Linked DNA regions of Sus scrofa: region 1 is linked to region 2. The links are chromatin contacts, called in public HiChIP or PLAC-seq maps. All regions are on one chromosome and are shown on one strand. The core of a region is the stretch at or near the end of the contact, and the rest is flanking DNA. Distances in the headings are between cores, read along the strand shown. Region 1 overlaps MINOS1 (MICOS complex subunit MIC10). Region 2 overlaps CAPZB (capping actin protein of muscle Z-line beta subunit).

What was found. HiChIP or PLAC-seq counts read pairs in DNA pulled down with a chosen protein or histone mark.
Region 1: an H3K27ac HiChIP or PLAC-seq map of skeletal muscle shows a contact between it and region 2. The contact joins two enhancer-like sites. A contact is called at or near these places in 1 of 47 Hi-C or Micro-C datasets (skeletal muscle) and 2 of 2 datasets of contacts at active chromatin or transcription factors (alveolar macrophages and skeletal muscle).

Annotation. Positions count from the first base shown.
Region 1 is chr6:78,033,366-78,037,580 of Sscrofa11.1, reverse strand. All of the region lies in intron 1 of MINOS1 (MICOS complex subunit MIC10), which reads right to left. Among named protein-coding and RNA genes, the nearest start is that of NBL1, 11 kb to the left of the region's middle. Within about 2 kb of position 2,825, at least 6 of the 83 cell types and tissues checked have an H3K27ac peak or open chromatin away from gene starts, as enhancers often do. A contact at or near this core is called in skeletal muscle, where this site is marked.
Region 2 is chr6:77,788,135-77,792,431 of Sscrofa11.1, reverse strand. The region is part of intron 6 of CAPZB (capping actin protein of muscle Z-line beta subunit); the gene reads left to right. Among named protein-coding and RNA genes, the nearest start is that of PQLC2, 28 kb to the right of the region's middle. Within about 2 kb of position 2,596, at least 25 of the 83 cell types and tissues checked have an H3K27ac peak or open chromatin away from gene starts, as enhancers often do. A contact at or near this core is called in skeletal muscle, where this site is marked.

The DNA.
Region 1 (4,215 bases), core at 1,576-4,075, 240 kb before region 2:
GATCTTTAAGACACAAAATAACAAGTCTATTCTCTACAGAAAAAAAAATAATATGGAAAATGATTTTTAAATGCCAACATTTTACTTAAAATTAGCTATCTCGGTTATTTAAGAGATAAACAATGGTGGAACTGCTGATGAGTTTTACAGATTCAAGTTCTCACATGCTCAATTTTCTTTTAAAAGGCAACATGTTGCTTCAAAGAAAGTCCCACCTGATCAGGGGACACCAACTCTGCAGCTGTTTTCACTAAAGACTGGCACCTCTAGGCCAGGTTTAAACTTCATAACAATAAAACATGAAAGGTTTGTCTTACAATAAAAACAAACCAACATGGAAAAGAGAAGAGTTTTCTCTGCCTTTGGCCACTTTTTGTTGTTGTTGCATGACAAGCTCTCTTAGAGGAAAAAAGCCAAAGGAAAAAGTACAAAGCATTTTTCACCTTCCCTGGAAGCAAATATTTAATTATGAATAAAATTTATAAAACTCTGACTCCCCCTTCAAGCCTGTTCTTTTGGCCCATGCTGTCTGGAATGACAAATAACCCTAAAGTAAAGAAATGCCTGATTATAGGTACACATCTTCCTCATGGCAAAGTCCAGCTATGAGGGGGGTAAGGAGGGGGAGCGAGGCAAAAAAAAAAAACCCACCACAACAGAGAGGCCTTATGGAATGACATTAGGCAAGGAGCCCTTGATCTGAAACCATTTCTTTTGGAGAGGAAAAAGAATTGGCACAAATTCTTTCAAAAAGAAATTATTCCAAATCAATCTAACTGTGCACTTCAATGCATGCTTAGTGCCCAAAAGGACATCATAAAACTGGCTAGTAGATAAACACACATTTTTAGAAAGGAGCAATTCCTTAATAGTTCATCTGATGTTATTTTAGTAGCAAAACACCAGAGAACTCGCTCCACTAGCTACATAAAAAATATTGCTTAGTCAATGCCACTTTTAGAAAAATCTTTGCTCTCACCACGCCACATATTATAAAGCTTCACTTCACTGAAATACTTAGAAAGCAAACATAATCAGCAAGAATTAAGAAGCAGGCTGCATAATCTGACTGCAGTCCTGGAGTAGAAATAGAAATGTACTTTGGATATTAATCCCTAAGCAGAACAAGTTGGAGCAATACAGGTTCCTATAGAATTAACTTCAATGAAGCTCCAATTGCTGATGGATTTTCAGTGGAAGAGGAGTAATTCAATGTTGAGAAAGGCATTAAAAAAAAAATATGGAGTTCTCTCGCGGCGCAGCAAGGTAAAGATCCAGGGTTGTCACTGCCAGTGGCTTAGGTTGCTGCTGTGGTGCATGTTCAATCCCTAGCCAGGGAAATTTCACAAGCCATGCACGTGTACAAACACACACACAAATCCTCAGCAAGTTACTTAGAAAACACTTCTATGAAAGATCAATCATGGGGAAAGAAGACCACAGACCCATTTTATTTATCAATAATTGATTATATAATTAAGAGCTCACTCCAGCTTGTAGTTAACATTTTAAACAAAGCTCCTAAATTCCTAAGGTCAATGTTTAATCAATGCTAAATTGTGATCTGCATCTAAAAATTAAAATTGCAAAGCAACTACATTTTAACTAGTGTAATAATACTGCAAGACATAGGAGCAAAAACTTAAGTACCATATTCAACTAGAAGTTTATGAATACGAGACTATAGAAATTACAAGCAAGTTTTAAAGATCCTAGAAACTACGTGCCAAACAACTTTATTCTTTATGCCTGAAAGAAAAGATACGGCTTCCAAAAAATGAGATATTTGGTCTCCCACTGAGTAGCCATGAGACAGGCCCCGTTTAGACTGTGGCTCCCTCTGCGCCAGCCAGCTCTCAGACCTCAGGTCAGTTCTTTAACCTCACTCAGTCTCCACGTGCTCATCTGTAGTGTGAAAACAATCTTCTAGGGCTGCTGTATTAGGAAAATGTAAGCTATCTAGCAGTGTATGAAAAAGACTTTAATAAATGCTATTAAGTTCTGCTACCTCTCTAATAAAACTCAAAAGATGTCAGAAGTTTATGTAACAGTCAATCCTCTATGAAAATGCAACTCCCTGGCTTGCTTAGGATCCCACTGTGAGTGAACCACAGCTGAAAATCTCAATCTTTTCCCCTACTCTTTGCATAGTTGAACTTATTTCACTGGCATTAGCAACTGTTCATAGTGTGTGTGTGTGTGTGTGTGTGTGTGTTTAAATATATATTTTGCCCTGCCTGCAGCATGCACAAGCTCCCAGGCCAGTGATCAAACCCATGCCACAGCTGTAACTACAGCCACGGCTGTGACAACACCAGATTTTTAACCTGCTGAGCCATGGGGTAACATATATATATATATATATATACATACACACACACACATATATTTTTTTTTCAAATAGGGGATTCCTTCAGAAGCACAGCTAAACGAGAACATTTTGCCTTAGAATACAATAAAAAATTTTCCTAGAGCTGTCTTGTGTTTAATAAAGCTACATGTATGCTCTAAACATGGACTAAGAGCAAACTGACCTATTTATAATGCGCACGCTTTCCTGTTCAATCATGTTTCTATCAACATTATTACAATCATCAAATGCATGTGTTATGACAGGACAAACAAGAATATGCTTTTATAGAAAAGTATCCCTGGGATGGAGTTTAGTGAGAATTACGTTTCCAAGAAACATTCCTGATTTATGAAAGATGTTCAGGGCCCAATTCATGAGGGGAAAAAAAGTTTTAAGTCAGCTCCAAACTGTGTTACTTAATCCTTTGAGGCAAAGACAGACTGTCCCAGGTGTCCCTGTGTAAATGCCAAGTCATGTGAATTAACCAAGAAAGTGTGCCAGACCAAATGCCCAGAGATGGTAATTTGGTCTGTGTTAATCAGCTTCTCAAGCATCAACACTGCTGCAGGGTATGTAGGAAACACACTAGGGTGGCTATTTTACAAGACCTTAACCTTCCTGTGCCTACTGGACTAGAAAGAGGTTGAAACACCTGTATGAATTTCTTGGGTGGACATCAATCACCAGGATTCTGATCGGAACAAGTAAAGCAGTCAGCACAGAACAGAGTGAAGACAGGAGAGATCAATGTGGAAGTCATTACTGGTGTGCTCTGTTTTAAGAAAAGCCAAACTCACAAAAAGCGTCCTTTTAAAGTACATACAGCACATGATCCAGCTTTCAGAATTTTGACAGCCACACAACTTTCCAAGAATGCACAAAAGGAACATGGCTGAACACATTTTACTAAAATACAATTAGCTGCTTCACATGTGGGCACAGCACGTAGGAAAACAAGAAGCTCTGAACACTAATGATTAAAGGGACATTGAAAAATGCAGACTTACTGTTTCAATAAACACAATAAAAGGGACAATGCATTACTTTTATCAGAGGGTGCTTTGGAGGTACGAACATTTACAGAGTGGCAGGCACTGTACGTTTCTACACATTATTTCATGTGACCCGTGGAACCACCTTATGAGGTGTATTGTGACCCTGTCTCAGAGAAGAGGAAACAATGCAAAGACGCTAAATGACCCATCCAAGTACACACAACTAAAACGTGGAACTCAGCCCAATCTGTCTGACTCCAAAGTCAGGGAGTCTTTCTTATCTGCAGAGATAAACCTCAGGGAGCGGTCAGGTGGGCAGCAGGGAGATGAGTCTATTGTGACATATGTCGACAAAGTGTTTTTCTGGATTTTATGGATTGTAGTACACTGACTGCACAGGTAATTTATGACTAGGTTACTCTTCAGTCTCTTAAGAAAACAACAGAAACCACAGATGTTTGACTTATCAAGAGGGTAGCAAAACCCTGAAATTACTTAGAATAAATGAGAAATAGTCGGGAAATACTTCTGTGTACTGGCTGGAGAGAAAATGAATCCACTGTTCAAAAGGTATTTTCCAGCAAGTCCCTTCCTTCCCAATACTTTAACACCTCTAGATCCTCCTCCTCGTCAGTAACTGGATTCTCATCCTTGCGAAAGTAAGAGTAAGAATCAGGGATTCATTACACTCTAGGTATACGTCATTACAGCTATTACGTTGTTGCCTATGCCTGATTTAAATGAAAAAAAAAATCAAGAAACAAGAACCAACAGTTTCTTTTCCTTACACATTCACTTGATCTATATTTATCAGTATTTATTCAGTAGAAGGCACTGGGGATACATATTTTTTACTCTTGGAGTACA
Region 2 (4,297 bases), core at 1,347-3,846:
CAGAGGTTCAAGCTGTCGAGTAATTTGCCCGCAGTGACTTATCTCAGTAGCAGGCAGAGCCAGGATTTGAACCCAGATTTGTCTGCTTAGAAAAAAAAGCCACATTCTATCACACTGCATTTTGGAGTCTTTTTCTGTCCCCTGTCCCTGGCGTTCAGTAGATGCTCAGTAAACCTTTGTACAGAAGTGCATTGAGCACAGCACGACACGACCCGGTGGGCGCCCAGAGACCGGCCATGGGCAGCTCCTCCAGCAGCCGGCGGGGGCAGCTCCCATGGTCCCAGAGACAGGCACCGAGAGTGGGGCCAGGCCTCCCTGGAGCGTGCTCAGCAGCGCCACCCTTTGGGTGCCTCTCACAGGAACCAAGTTGACCATGGAGATGCACACCCCTCCCCCACTCCCTGCCCTGGCCCCAGGTAGTGAGAAGGGTCTTGAGGTTTTAGGTTGTCGACTGACCTGGTCTGATCAGATCTGCGTCTTCAAAATATGGCTCTGCCAGCTGGCAGGGAGGACAGGTTGGCAGGTGGAGGCTGTTAGTATCATCCAGGAGAGGGGGGACCAGGGCCTGGGAGGGCTGTGGCCAGGTGGGCAGTGAAGGAGCTGGTGCCAGCCTGAGGCGGGAAATAAGGCAGGAGGAGCAGGGGGGACGGGTTGGAGATGTCTTGGGGTGACCTCCAGGGTGTGAGCGCTGGGCTCAGAGGATTCCTCCTCACTCAAGTTCCTCCATTAGAGACTGGGCCTGGGCTCTTCCTCTGGAGAGTTCCACGCTCGCTCTCACTCGACACCCGCCCACGTGTGTCAGGGAAGGAGCCATCTCACCAGGCCCACAGTGCCGGGCATCCTGGCCAGCTGTCATGAGCATCTGTCCAGCTCCTGGAGGCTGCTGTGCAGCCGCTCTGCCTCCCCGACCTCGGCAGGGCTAGCCTGGGTCTCCATTCGCTGGCACAGCCCCCAGGGTCCCCCACTTTCCTGTTTCCCGTGAGAAGGGCCATGGCTTGGGCTTGGTGGCACTTCCCCCAGGGGTCCCGTTCCCAGGTTTCCCAGTCTCAGCCCCTTCTTTCCAGGTGTAAATAGTTGGCTGTCTACACCCAACTCGAGTGCAAGGGCGGCCAAGAGCCGCCCTCACCCTCAGTGACTTTCTTTCTGCTTTTGGTAAATTTACTGTGGCCATGACACCAGCTGTGGAGACCCAGTGGGCTCAGACCCAGGCGCTCTAACCCCGTCTCCACTCAGCCTTTGGTTCCCCGCCCCCCCGAAGACGTGTGTTAGGAACGTCCCTGGAAGAGGAGGCAGATGAGGTGTTGTGGCAGATCCCTGCAGCTGCGGGGCTGTGGAAGGTGAGGTGGGGGCTGGTCTTCTTGGACGCTCCATCGTGCCCTCCCTGGGGGTGGTGAGGAGCCGCCACCTGGGCCCCGGCGAGAAGGCCAAGTACCAACATGCTGAACAGGAAGCTGCCGTGAGAGGTCACTTCTGGGGGACAGCTGACAATGTGGGAAAGAGGCAAGATCGCCAGTCTCAGAAAAGAGATCCAAGGTTTCCGATCTGGGGCCGGGCCCTGCAGATGTTCATTTGATATTTTTTTTCAGATTCCAAATATTTGGAAACAAGGTGGAATGTGTTGTGGGGGGAGTCAGACCGGTCATTCGCAAGCCGAGCTCTCTCCCTGCTCAGCACCGGGTGTCCGCGATGCGTCTCCAAGCAGCGCAACTCCCACAGAGGCACCTGCTCGCCTGTCAAGGCAGGGAAATCCTCTGACTTGCGCTGGTAGTGAGGCAGGGCTGTATTTAATGGGGGAAGAGACCTGTGGCCTTCCCTCCGCATGAGGGGAACAGGGGGTCTGGGCCAAACTTGGGGTGGTTCCGGAAGGGCTTTTTGCAGCTGCTCCTTTGTTCCCCGAGGCCACCTGGCTTCAGGGTGTAGAGGCTTCAGTGCCTGGCTTCTAGGGGTGTTTGGTTTACGTCGGGCGACCTGGGGTGAAGTGACCCCGCCTGGTCGAGAGGAAAGCTGGCATGAGGCTGCCTGCCTGTGACTGTCCCCTGCTGGGAAGGTTGGGCAGGAGAGGAACCGGGCAGAGATCCGAGGGAGGATTGAGGGGAGGAGGGCGGGCCAGACGGGGATGAAACTGCTCGGAATTTCTGAGCCCTGGAGTGTGGTTTGCCCTTGATTTTCTGGAAAGAACGTGGATGAAGTTGAGCAAATGAAGTCTCACGGAAGAAAACAGGTTTTGGAACCATCCAGGCCTTGGTTCAGCTCCTAACCCAGTCACTTTCCAGCCATGTGACCTGGACAAACCGCTTCCCTTCTCTGAAATTGAGCATCTTCACCGTAGAGCTAATAATGCCCATTTGGAGGAGATTGTGGTAGAGCAGAAATAAAAACCCATTTTGACGCATGCTTTATGCTCAGTAAATAATAGCCGTTGCTGCTGCTAGCACGTATTGTGCAGGCAGAGGCTTTTCCATCTCGTAGAATATGTACAATGTCCGGCTTCATTAGAATTTCCCTAAACTGGGCAACCCAAGCCTTCTTTGAGAGGCTCTCTGACCACTGTCTTCCGGCTTGACAGCGTGTTGTGTCCTGGCCTCCAGCCCAGCTCTTGCCGGGACACAGCTCGTGACTGGGAGGGTGTTGCTGGCTTCTGCCCGGGAGCGGGGCTGGGAGAGTCCTGGCAGTGGAGCTGCCGCTGAGCGGGGCGCCGTCCTGGGCGTGGCACGCATCTTGCTAGTTCAGTGCGGGGCAGAGGCAAGGAAGTGGAGGCCCAGGCAGGCCAAGGCCCTTGCCCCTCGGGCTCCAGAGCTGGAGCTGTGAGCGGGGGCTGGCTTCCCGCAGGCTGCGCCCCCCCTCCGGGCTGTGCTCACTGGAAAATGCCACACAGCCCTGGGAGATACCGTGCTTCCCGTTTGAGGAAAATTTCCTGCTTTCTAAACATTCACCCATGTTCTCTGAAACTCCAGGCCACAGAGGGGAGCAGAGGTGCTCGATGGGGACGAGCCGACTGGCTCTGTTGGAATCACCTTGTGGTAAATCTGTGCGACCACAGCACATAAAAATGTGTTCCTGTGGCAGCCACTTCTGTTTGGGTGGAATCATATCTGCGTTGCAGAAATAGTTCTGTTTATGGCGCGTCAGCATTACCAGCGAGCTGACCCTGACCAGGTGTGCGGGGAGTTGGCCAGGGTGCGGGCAAGGGGGCTGTGGAGATGTGTCTGCGGGCCAGGCTTCTGCCCCCGACGCAGCCCATCTCCTTCGTCCCCCCCTAGAGGAGGCCGAGCCTTCTCACCCACCCCCGGCCCCGCTGCCCGGAGCTCTTTTGCTCGGCTCACCCAGCAGTTCCAGCCTCTCCCTTTGTTGGACAAGGGCTCTGGATTCTGAAGCAGAGATGATACCCCAGGGGTTGGGTATCTGTCGTGAGTTTACTTATTACCCCTGATGGCCCTGAGCCCTTTGTCACCCATCCTGGACTCACTTGGGGTGGTTGGTGCTCATTTAAAATGGGGCCCTCATTGAGCTCAAAGCCTCGCTGTTTCCCGAGAGTCACCAGGAATCTGCTGCCTGCGTGGAGCTGGGGCGCCGGGAGGCGGGGGGAGGTGGGGGGAGACTGATGTGTGGAAAGACCTGGGTCCTTCGGACCAGACCCCCCGGCCCCTCCACACCCAGAAGAGCAGCTCTGAGCTGCGTGGAAACCGCTTCCACACGAGAAGGGAGAACACTCAGTGCCAGCACGTTGGTGCCAGAAGTGCCTTCAAGGACAGGTGGGCCAAACATCCTTCCCCTCGGGCACTCTCCCAGCCCTTTAACAGGCACCTGCTCCACTCATTGAAGCAGCAGGATTAGCTCAGGGCGCACAGCTCTGCCCAGGATGGGTGCTTATCACCCCAAAATGGTGGGGAGTGGCTTTTACTTTAAAGTTTGTGGGCACTCTCCCCTCTCCTATTCTGTGGGGACCCCTGGAATTTGAGGTTTGAGGAACCCCTACCCCACCCCCGGATTATGCCCAGAGAACCCAGTGCTGCGGGCAGAGCCGCTGATGGTTCTGGCGTCTCTCCCGCTCTCCCCTTGTACCCATCAGGCCAGACCTAACAAAACAGTCTTGCTGGAACCAGGCACCTTCGTTCTCAGACCGAGTCTCTTGACTTTGGAAAGGCCTTGCGAGGCCATAGGTTCCAGACTGTCACTCTACTCTGGACCCCTCTTGTAGCATCTTGACAACCCCACTTCTCAGACACCTCCAGGGGCTCATCACCCTATGAGCAGGCGCCTATTGCAGACAGCTCTGCCCGCCCCCCGCAGGGACATG